4 separate regions of the Mus musculus genome follow, and regions 1, 2 and 4 are each linked to region 3. The links are chromatin contacts, called in public Hi-C and HiChIP or PLAC-seq maps. All regions are on one chromosome and are shown on one strand. Each heading gives the region's core, a stretch centred on a gene start, on an enhancer-like site or on the middle of the called end of the contact. The rest is flanking DNA. Distances are from core to core; before and after follow the strand shown.

What was found. Hi-C and Micro-C count contacts between places; a contact is called where the count stands out from the background. HiChIP or PLAC-seq counts read pairs in DNA pulled down with a chosen protein or histone mark.
Region 1: a contact with region 3 is called in a FOXA1 HiChIP or PLAC-seq map of pancreatic cancer cells. The contact joins two enhancer-like sites. A contact is called at or near these places in 1 of 39 promoter capture datasets (cranial neural crest) and 2 of 115 datasets of contacts at active chromatin or transcription factors (embryonic stem cells and pancreatic cancer cells).
Region 2: a contact with region 3 is called in a Hi-C map of epidermal suprabasal cells, with 5 times the contacts expected there. The contact joins two enhancer-like sites. A contact is called at or near these places in 1 of 484 Hi-C or Micro-C datasets (epidermal suprabasal cells) and 2 of 115 datasets of contacts at active chromatin or transcription factors (both in embryonic stem cells).
Region 4: a contact with region 3 is called in a FOXA1 HiChIP or PLAC-seq map of pancreatic cancer cells. The contact joins two enhancer-like sites. A contact is called at or near these places in 1 of 484 Hi-C or Micro-C datasets (pancreatic cancer cells) and 3 of 115 datasets of contacts at active chromatin or transcription factors (embryonic stem cells, extraembryonic endoderm stem cells and pancreatic cancer cells).

Annotation. Positions count from the first base shown.
Region 1 is chr13:6,008,498-6,011,197 of GRCm38.p6, forward strand. All of the region lies in intron 5 of Gm46401 (a long non-coding RNA gene), which reads left to right. Among named protein-coding and RNA genes, the nearest start is that of Gm46401, 94 kb to the left of the region's middle. Within about 2 kb of position 1,409, at least 36 of the 459 cell types and tissues checked have an H3K27ac peak or open chromatin away from gene starts, as enhancers often do. A contact at or near this core is called in pancreatic cancer cells, where this site is marked.
Region 2 is chr13:6,028,301-6,031,000 of GRCm38.p6, forward strand. No RefSeq gene overlaps it. Among named protein-coding and RNA genes, the nearest start is that of Gm46401, 110 kb to the left of the region's middle. Within about 2 kb of position 1,326, at least 67 of the 459 cell types and tissues checked have an H3K27ac peak or open chromatin away from gene starts, as enhancers often do. A contact at or near this core is called in epidermal suprabasal cells, where this site is marked.
Region 3 is chr13:5,548,127-5,550,826 of GRCm38.p6, forward strand. No RefSeq gene overlaps it. Among named protein-coding and RNA genes, the nearest start is that of Gm40661, 3.9 kb to the right of the region's middle. Within about 2 kb of position 1,270, at least 39 of the 459 cell types and tissues checked have an H3K27ac peak or open chromatin away from gene starts, as enhancers often do. A contact at or near this core is called in epidermal suprabasal cells and pancreatic cancer cells, where this site is marked.
Region 4 is chr13:5,821,635-5,824,466 of GRCm38.p6, forward strand. No RefSeq gene overlaps it. Among named protein-coding and RNA genes, the nearest start is that of Gm35464, 7.1 kb to the right of the region's middle. Within about 2 kb of position 1,252, at least 41 of the 459 cell types and tissues checked have an H3K27ac peak or open chromatin away from gene starts, as enhancers often do. A contact at or near this core is called in pancreatic cancer cells, where this site is marked.

The sequences.
Region 1 (2,700 bases), core at 159-2,658, 460 kb after region 3:
TTAATTTCTTATAATATTACTTTCTCCTTTCCCTTCTCCTTCCTCCCTCCCAAACCATTCTATGTCCTCTCCCTTCAATGCCTCTCATATACACCACTCCCTCTCAAATTGACAGCCTCTTTTACTTTGATTATTATTGCTACATATATATGTTTACACACACACACACACACACACACACACATATATATACATATATATGTGCAGCATTCTATAAATGTAACCCATTGAGTCCATTTGGTGTTGCTTGTATGAATATGGTTTTAGGGGTGACCACTTTGTATTAGAAAACCAATTAGGATGCTCATTCCTGGGAGAGGCTAATTCTCCTCCACCCAGAGGTCATCAGCTGCCTATAGTTCTCTGGCTAGGAAAACATTTAAGGCCCATGGTACTCTCAGAAGAGAGAATAGAAAGATGAAGGGCCAAAGAACCTGGAAGTTGGCTATGAGATTATGTTTCCTAGAAAGAAAAGAGAAATTACTGCCAGGATACCTGAACACTATGACTTCCCAAACAAGATTTGAATGATACCCATGCCAAAAGACAAGCTAATGTGGAAAAAGGAACCCTCTTTTCAGTGTTCTTCTTTTATTTTTGAAATTATAATAAAATTACATCATTTCTTTTCATTTAAAACAAATATTTGGAAATATAGTCCTGCTAAATAGCGTAATCTAGCCTTGAACTTTCCTGCTGACACTCTTTGAGAGTCATTCTCCAGAATGTCTTAAATTTCAGGCCTATGCTTCCAGACTTGCCTCAGATGTAATTTCTCTCTCTGCTACACACTTAGCTTAGTTTATTATTTTTCTTTTGTGATAGCAGTAGCTGAATACTTGCTGACAGTAGTCTTCTCTCCATTCCACACACCTTTATTATATCAACTAAAATGAGCATTTGATAAAGGAGTTTGAGTTTTCTGTATCCTTCATGAGCCCATCAACATGGTCAGTGGATTCACAAACCCCTACATCTGACTTTGTAATAACCCCAGTTAGTTACTCATTTAGCACATTCTGCCTTATAATTCAAGACCCACTCAGGTGTGATCTATGCCAGTTTTTCAGGCCAGATTTTACTTTCCTAAAGATGTTTTTCTGGCTCTCTGTTTTTATAAGCCGTGTGCTCTATCACCATGGGAGTTCAACAGGGAGTGTAATTAAATGAGTCACACTTTGTAATGTGTCTGCAAGTGATAAGCACTATTGAAATTGTTTAAAAATCAAATTAAAAGGACTACACATTCCCAATCTATGTAGTGTATCCTCGGGTCCTAGCCTAAAGTGGCAATCAATGAACAAGACTAAATGAATGGGGGAAACTGACAAGATGCAGATTAGCTGCAACAAGGAGGAGAAATCATTGCATGAGTCATAGCAACCTGACTAATGAAACAGATCTGGGTCCCCACCCTTCAGGCCATATCCAGAAATAGATGCCAGGGTGCCTGCTGGCACCAGAGAAGGAACTTGTATTTGTTACAATTGCTGTGACAAAGAACTGGACAGAAGCAACCCAACAGAGGAGGGGCTCCTTTGGCCCATAATTGCAGAGGCTTCAGACCAACAAGCTGGGCAGACATGGAGGTGAGAATGAGCTGGTTCTTGGTAGCAGAAATGTATAGCTGCAGTTTCTTACATGGGCTGGTCAGGAAGCAGAGCCTGGACCAGAAGCAGAATTTGACTACCATCAAGATTTTCCATCCCCCGTGACCGATGTTCCCCCAGCTAAGACTATGTCCAAATATTTCTAGTGCCTTCAATAGAGCACTATCATCTGAGCACTGAATGGTCATACCATAAGCCCTCTGGGGACATTTCACCTACAATTCCTAACAAACGTCTTAATTTAAAAAAAAAAATGACACCCTGAAATATTCTGCACTTACTCTGTGGAGAAGCGAACCTGGAGATCAGAGTTAGATGGTAGAAGAGGCCATGCTAAGGGGTTATAGAGCAAGTGAAGCAATCCTGCCAAAGGAGGTGTTCTGAGTACTGGTCTCCAAGTTTTCCAAACAAGCTTGCTCTATGGTGGTAGAGAAGTGTAGAAGGCACTGGTCCAGTTGGAGAACCTGGTGCAGTTCCTCAGTGCAGTTGTAAAAGGAAGCTTCTAAGAAGCTCTGATAATTGACCTTAGCAGGCTAAGTTATACACCTGCCATCCCCCTCGACTCAATTCATTTGCCTATCTCATTATTTGTGCTTTCCCCGGCCTTATTGAAATCACAATTATTTGTGAATTAGTTGGATCCGAGGTAATAAGGTTTTCTCCGGTATCTTTAATTATATGTAAAAGTGGCAAGATAATTCCTTCATTTAGCATAAGACAAAGGGGATTAATTAAACATGAAAAAGAGAGAGAGGGAGACACAGAAGTCAGATATGGGAAGGGTTTCTTGTATTCAGCATTAGGAATCTCAAGAGCATGAGGAGGAGGGAATTACCATCTGTGAGTCTTTGAAAGGTTTCTGTTTGTACTTAGCTGGCCTTGTCCATCTTTCCATCCTGTGGGCACAGGCTGTGGAAAAACCATTTAAGGACTCCATACTGGCCAACTTTTCCAGTTATAGGATGCTCAAAACTCAAAACTATGTCTGTGAGTTGACTTCATAGCACTTTCTAAGACTCCAGAGCCACAGGATGAAAAAGAGAATGAATTTTTGCAAACTACCCTCAATAGGCATGCTGTGGCATGTTTG
Region 2 (2,700 bases), core at 76-2,575, 480 kb after region 3:
TTCCAAGGGTAATGACATATCCATGATTGATGAGAACATACAAAGAACACGTTGTAAGGTACGCCTGAGAGTTTCAGTCAAATTATTATCTAAGATTGTTTTTCCTTCCCTGTTTAAGTCTCTTTGCTTCATGGGGAGTATCAAGTAGAGACATTTCCAGAGATGGGGAAAGGCTTCAGCTGGAAATGTGCCTGTCACATCACACAGATATGAGGGCATTCGTACAGATACCCCAGCACCCATATGAAAGATTGGGCATGGTGCCATGTTTCAGTAATGACGGTGTTAGAGTGCAGCAGACACAGGACAATTGCTGGAGCTAGCTGACCACTCAGTCCAGCTGAGGCAGTGAGATTCAGGGTCAGTTAGAGACCTCAAGGCAAAGAACACTCGGGGAATATATCTACTGCCAACCTTTGGCTCTACACTTAATGCTCACACCCTTGCAAACACACACACACACACACACACACACACACACACACACACACACACAGTAGAAGTGGTGAGAGAGAGAAGAGAGCAGGAAAGGGGAGGGAGAAAATGTTTGTACTTAGAGTAGCTTCAGAGTTTGTGCCTTGCCTTATCCCAATGAGGATCAATGATGAGCCACATCAAAAATCCCTTTGTTCCTCTTCAATGGCAGGCTATTTGTATTAAATCCAAGCAAGAGCAATAGCACGCCCAGCACAACCCCTTTGCATAATCTTATATAGGATTAACAGGGTTAAACCTAGAACACCAGGGATGACTTTGCCCTTGAGACACACCTGTGAGTGAAACTGCCAAGCTGCCAGGGCAATCATTGTAAAACAGGGTTACACTTGAGCTATAGAGTTAACTGACAAGTTGGTGCAGAAGCAGTCGAAACTTCGCTCTTGCCAGGAAAGAGATCTGCAGAAACTATGAATAGAAGAGAAAAAAAAAAAAAGTTCAAGGTAAATGGAGCTGTTCGGCCTGAAGAAAGGCTGATTGTTTTTGCAAAAAAAAATTTCCCCACAGACTTGGCAGCAATTAACAGAGAAGTGATAACCAAGGTAAGAGAATGGAGATTTCAGATGAATATGTAAAAGACTAAAGTCATGTTTAATGCAAAGAAGTAAGCAAACAGTAGAAATAATTAAAAGCTGTTAAGGCATATGTCTGTTGGCTGACACATATGTTATTAGACTACAAGACTATATGGCCAGTTGCTTCTAAGAATTTGTCTTTGCCACAAACCATTCCAATGAGTAATAATGTACAATAACATTTGGTATCCATGAGGCACTGTCCATCCAGTCCGTCAGAGTTTCCATCCTCGGTGTTGCTCTTCAGCAGCCGGCTAGGTTATGACATCAACTGTGGAAGCAATTCGCCTCTGCCTTTTCCAAAGCAGCTGCCTTTGGTTACCTGTTTCAGCCAGCTATTAATTGTCTGCAGATGGAGGTTGTGACACAGGGGTGGCCCCTTTCTGCCAGTCATCGAGCTCAACATCTGGATCGCACCCCACCAACTCTTCTTTAATATTGGCCATTAAGGGATAAAGAGAGAAATGGCTGCTGGCTTTGTTTATTTATTTTAATCTCCGATTCAGTTCCTTCCACTTCTCTCCTTCCTCCTTCCTCATTCTCTTTCTCTTCCTCTTTCTGTTTCCTACTTACTCTGCTGATCCTCTTCCTCCTTCTTTTCTCCTTTCCACCCTTTCCTCCTTTGTCCCCTCCTCCTCTTCTTTCTCATTCTCTCTTTCTTTTCTTTTCCCTCCGATATTTTTCCCTCCTGTCTTCCTTCTCCCTAGACAATCACAGGCTGTGTTATCAGATTAACTTCCAACTACCTGGAATGCCAAAGTAGAAAATAGAAAACCTCAGAGTAACAGCCAACCATAAAGTAAGGTCTGGTTGATCACTGCAAGATTGGTATGAGTGTCTGTTACAGTCCTGCAGTTCTCTGGACTCCTGACATGTGGTTTCCATAAGGTCAAGGAGATTCCATGAGCCTCTGTCATCACTCCTATTCCACCATTTGGGAGGAGGGAGGGCAAGGAGAGGGTGTCTCTTCCATTTAAGGAAGTTTTTTGGAAGCTGTAATTTTACTCCTACCCACCCAGTAGGTGGGACTTAGTCATCTGTGTAAACCTGGCTATAGGGAACTGGTGAATGTGCTCTTTATCGGGGTAGCTATGCAGCTTCTTACAAACCAGAGGCTTCCTTACTGCGAAGCAGAAAGACAAATATTGCAGAACTTCTGGTTACACCTACAATGTGGCCTTCAAAGGTCCCAAAATAAATATAGTATGGATGTTTGTTAACTTAGACAATTGACTAGCTCGAACTTACAATAATTCCTATTGTAAAGTGGTCCCTGAGTTCCCACCAGAAAGGACAGACAAACACCAATTTTAGATAATTTATTCATGATATGCTGTAATCCTTCACAAATGCACTTTGTTTCAAGAAGCTCTTGATGTACTTTGTTAGTACTAAGAAGTTATATGAATTTAATCACTAATTTACATTTTCAAAGTACCTGTCCCATAAGATCATTTAATTCAATATATTATTTTATAATATATTTTATGAAATAATTATTGATTTCTAATAGTTATCAATAGCACCATTGTTCACAGATATGCTGATATCAACCAGTTCTGCAATTGTCAATTGTTTCCTAAGGTCACTCAACAACCACTATAAAGGTTGCAATAAACTAAAATGAGGC
Region 3 (2,700 bases), core at 20-2,519:
TATGATTGACTTTTAAAAACCGTCCCTTGATCCCTACGCGTGTGTTCTCTCTCTCTCTCTCTCTCTCTCTCTCTCTCTCTCTCTCTCTCTCTCTCACACACACACACACACACACACACACACCAATAAAATTTAAGTTTATATTTATCATTGTTCTGCATAAGAAGATATTAAGCACACATTATTTTTCTCTGATATAAGGGAGATGATGGATCAGGTAAAACTTAGGAAGATGACGATGACACCACTTATGACTGATTTCATTTCACTGAATTCTATGCCCCTAAGCTATCAATTTATAACTCGGAATTTACATGTCAGTAAAATGGGGATAATATTATGTATCTTAGTACTTTATAATATAAATTATATACAATGTAATAATAGACTGCTCTGGTCTGGCTAGTATTCTTGTGTAGTTCTAGGTTGAAGATTTAATTCTTAGTATATCAGAGCATGACTTAATGTGGACCCAGAGAGCTAATGAAGATTTTTAAAAAGGCATTAGAGTGGGACCCTAAGCCAATACACCTAGTGCCTTTATTAAAAGGATGTTAGGAAAAAGTTGTACATAGAGGGATGATCAGGTAAGAATAGAAGGAAAAGATTGCAATGGGCATATCCAAAAAGGGTCCTTGCTCATAGATAATGTGGTACTTCCAGCATCTAGAACTGTAAGAAGTTTATGTTGTCAAAATAACCCAATCTGAGCTTTGGGTTCTTTTTAGACCCCATTGGAGTATTAGTATATAACTATATGCAAACTAGGTACTCTGCAGTCTACAAAGGCTGCTTACCAATTATCAGCAGTTCCTCCTGTGTAGCAAAGGACAATGGGCAAAGCAGCAATGAGAGACTTTATCACTCAGCTAATTACTAACATTCTTTACTTCCTGCTTGTTCTAGTGCCTCAAACAGTCTCATTTAAGTTCCTTGTTTCCATGGATGTTTTCTTATTATTACCTCCAGGTATTTTTCTTCAATGTTCATTCTTTTAATTAGGAGGAAGAACATACAAATATGAAATGAAGTGCGAATTACAAATTATGCAAAATTCTGACCCAGTGGATTAAGAAATCAACAATATCATCAAAGCATAAACAAGCATGGGAGTAATTAAAATGAAACTTGACTGTCACAGAAACCAGTTTATAGACCTTGGTAAATGATTTTACAGGAAGAGACTTTCGCTCACGCAGACACACATTAAGCACTTATGATCGGCTTGTAAACTTTCCAGTTCTATGAGTCAGGGCTTAGGACCTCAAGGTAAAACGAAACACCTCCCAGGAACTAACCAGGCCAAATACTGCATAACTTTCAGGCCAGATGTGTTCAGGGTGCTATAACCATTGACTTCTGAGCTCTGTTTATAATATTCTAGTTGAGACAAGCACTACACTATGATTGTTGAAATTCAAAGACCAAGTGCTGCTTCTGTGTATGACTCCAAGTACGAACCTGATTGTGGTAATGAAGAAATGAGAGAAGACAGGTGTTTGAACAGAAAGCTGGGATCCTATAGAGCAGGCTCTCTGAGAAACCCCCATACCCCACAAGCACAGCATGTGTAAAGTAGAACAGTAAGACAACCAGTTGACTGCATACAACTGATCAAGGTGATAGATTTATTTCTGTACAGAAAAGTAATGAGGCAGAGTTGATGGTGTCCAGCTGACATGAGGAGAGAGGTTTACCTAAGCTCAGTAGTAGCGATCTCTGTAGAGGAGCGGTCTTCAGGCTGAAAATATTCGCAGGACTAAAGCTATGGTGGACATTTTCCGCACAGTATTAGCATACACACATGGACCACAAGGTGCAGAGTCCAGCATGGCCCTGGTGGGGACAAAGTGACATGGTGACATCGTTCCTGCCCCAGGACAGCGCCCCGGTATAAGCCTCCTGGAATCTAGATGGGCACTGTGGGCATAAGGCTTGTTTGTGTAATAATTTACATATTTCACATTCCTCCAAGAAATGTCCTCTGTGTTAATTTTAATGACTCCTTGATGATCAGCCAACAGGAGACCAGGAGGTGAAGGTGTGGCTAAAGTCTCAGCAAAATGGTGAAGTCTGGGACCTTCAAGACAACCCTTAAGGCTATGGGAAAGAGCTCTAGATACCGGAGTTTGAAAATATATAATTTCTCAACTATGCAAAATATAAGAATGCAATATGAATTATGAGGGGCTTCATGAATCTAAAGGAACAAAGGCAGCTGCACTAGGAGCCAGCTTGTCAGAAAGATACAAAGGCAGGCAGATTGAATTCAAGGTCAGCCTGGGACACATAAAGGTGAGGCCCAGGTGTGGTAGAAATGGTAATTTCAGGGAAGAGACCCACCCAACTACTTAATCCTTTGTGTTTAACAAAGGAAGACTGATCTTTGAATTCTTTTGCAGCCTTTGGAAAAAAAAAATGTTTGCTTGCTTTCACTTCTGAATCCAGATGCTGATTCATAGAATAATCTAAAGTAAACCTGGAGTAAATGACTGGGTTGATAATGTAAAATAAAAGACAAGACCTGTGTTCTGCAGGAGGTGAGCTATTCAGAGAACTTTTTAGGAAAAAAAACAGAAAACTGCTTGGAGAACTGACAAAGAGACAGGTGCGCACGCGCACACACACACACACACACACACACACACACACACACACAAGGAAGCAGGACATGGACAGAGAGATCTCTTAGAATAGCAA
Region 4 (2,832 bases), core at 2-2,501, 270 kb after region 3:
TGAATTCAGGAACTCCAGATTCATTAACACATCCCATCTCAAAACATAAGGTGGAAACTGACTGAGAAACATATACAAGATTGACCTTCAGCCTCCAAATGCACATATACACACCTTTGGGCATGTGAGAAGCGTGTGTGTGTGTGTGTGTGTGTGTGTGTGTGTGTGTGTGTACACAGAGATACAAACACACAGCACATGCACACAAAGGCCAATAGCTCAAGGTCCTGTTAGGTGATATCATTTCTTATTACTTCCTTGGGAGCTAATTCCAAGAGAAGGTTTAAAGGTACATTTAAGAAAAAAAAAAATAAATGTAGGAATTCGTAGTCAATTACACCTGGCACTAACTAAAAGAATGATTACTTAGTGGACTTTCATAACAACAAAATTTCGCAGAACCTCAAAACATGTAAAATTTTGAATTTTTATCAGAAAAGTGTCTTTCCCAAAGTTACTTTTTTTTTTCCTTCCACACAGACAGAATTCACTTTGAGGATGGCCTCAGTAGGATATTCTTCCTAAAAGCTTACAGTGTCTGACAGGCCCTCTCACAGGAGCATTAACATGCAGCCCCCTGGGTCCTGCGTCTCCAGCAATAAATACCTTCCATTCGGTTAAACCACAATCACTCACCGATAGGGTATCCACTTTAAACATTTCCCAGGAAGGCCTCTTTGGTGTCAGAGCCTGTATTAAGCACTGGCCACCTCGAGACAAATAATCAGGTCCTCAGCCCCATGTGGCTTTACTTCCTAACTCCCAATGTTGCAAGTCCAGGGTTAGATAAGTCTAAGGATTGGGAAAACTGAAGCTCTGAGGTCCCTTGTCCCCAAATGCTAGCATAGAAGAGACTTGATACTATACTCAAAAGGAGGACCTCTCCTTGAACATTCAAGCATATGAAACATTGTTTAACATCATTACTGCTGGAATAACCTGTATCTTCAACCATGTCAGTTCACAAAGCTTGGGATTTTGCCCAGGAAGCTCTGGAGAATGAGGAGTGCCGCAGAACAGACCCTTCGGAAAACTGTACGTGTGTACTGCACAGTCGAGCCTCAAGACCCGATAGCGAAGTCTGGTACCTCAGGAAGCCTCCCTCTGCTTTTATTTCACTGGGGAGAGGCTTTTCTGTTTTGTTTACACATCTTTCAAATTCCTCCATAAGACGTCACTGCTTCCGAAGCCTGGTATTTACAGTGGGAGCTTTGTAAAGTCACAGCCCACTGTACACTCGGGTGGCCAGTGCTCTCTCCACAGTCGCCTTCCTCAGACCTCTCCTGAGGAGGAAGCAGCTGCCACTTCTTTTATTCAAAGCCTGCACGGGTCAATTCTTTGGACTATACAGTATACAGAAACAAAAATGGGGTTCACCACCATGTCCTATGAATGGAATCTCTGCACAATAACCCAGTTGCATTTCTTAACAAAGGTGGTCAAAAGTTGGTTCTTATATTGGTTGAATGGGCATATATGCATGTCATTTAGCTTTACTTTCAAATTCTTCTTATAATGTAAAGAAAAAAAAAAAAAAAAAACACGAATGTGTGGTTAAACCAAAAGCCCAAAAGTCCACTAGCAAATCAAACTGGAGGGAGATGGGAATTCCTCATGCTGAATTCTTAGGGTGTCTGCTGCCTTACCTGTTACCCACAGCCCAAAGCACAGTCTGTACGGCATCGTTTACGGTGTTTCCTGTGTTGTTTGTTTACTGGTGACGTCGTGAGTAAGAGACATGGTGAGTGAATGTGTGTGCATGAATTTCCTTCATTAGTCACAATGGCAGAAAGTCTCAGCAAGTCTGGCTGTGGAGGTTCTGAGCAGGCGTTATGTCATCACTCTGACCTTATGCAAAGCAGAATCATCCCAAGCTAGGAAGACAGAATGTCAACAGAAAAACTCTACATGTCCCTCCCTGAGTTCCCAAGTCCAGCTTTCTATTTCTCCCTTCTCGATCCCATGCATGCCCACAGGAAGAGCAAATGTGCACTTAATTACGTACATATTCACTAGCACACGCATGGGCAAGGATACTTGTATATCTGTCCACATGCATACAGTCATACACTAATACACTAGATACACATACACTTATAATCTCATAGAACTAAATACATACACAGATTGACTTCCCTGTATTTAGTTGACACAGGCATGTGGACACATATATGCACATATATGTAATTACAATCTTATTCGTACACATAGACAAAAATATATGCACCCAATACATACATATTAACACACATAGGTACCCATTCATACATTTGTAACATAAAAATAGGCATGCGTGAAGAAACACAAACACATAAATATAGACTCTAGTTCCCACAAAGATATATACTCAGTTATGTATGCATATACACTATCACACACACACACACACACACACACACACACACACACATCTATTTATATGTCTATTTTCAATACACATAAAGATGGGTGCACATACATGCTACATGTGATCATATGCACATAGTCATAACCAAAAAGGCACTCGTAAAATACATATATGTACTTTCAAAGAGAGTTACATGTACCTATATTCACATACAGACACTCCAGGGTTACCCGTAGACATGTGCACAAGCACAAATTCAGAGGCACACAGATACATACAGGGACAGAGGTAAATACATATGCACACATGTAAACATAGGCATGTATCCATGACTTTTCTTTTTATTTCTTGAGAGCCATGCTTAGCGTCTTTCACTTCCTGATAATCCAGCTGACGCTTCTTGATGTCTTTTCTCAGTGGAGATCCATGCCAGATGCAGGCTCTGGTTCCACAACAAGGTCGCTGTGGCTATAGTTTTGCAACTG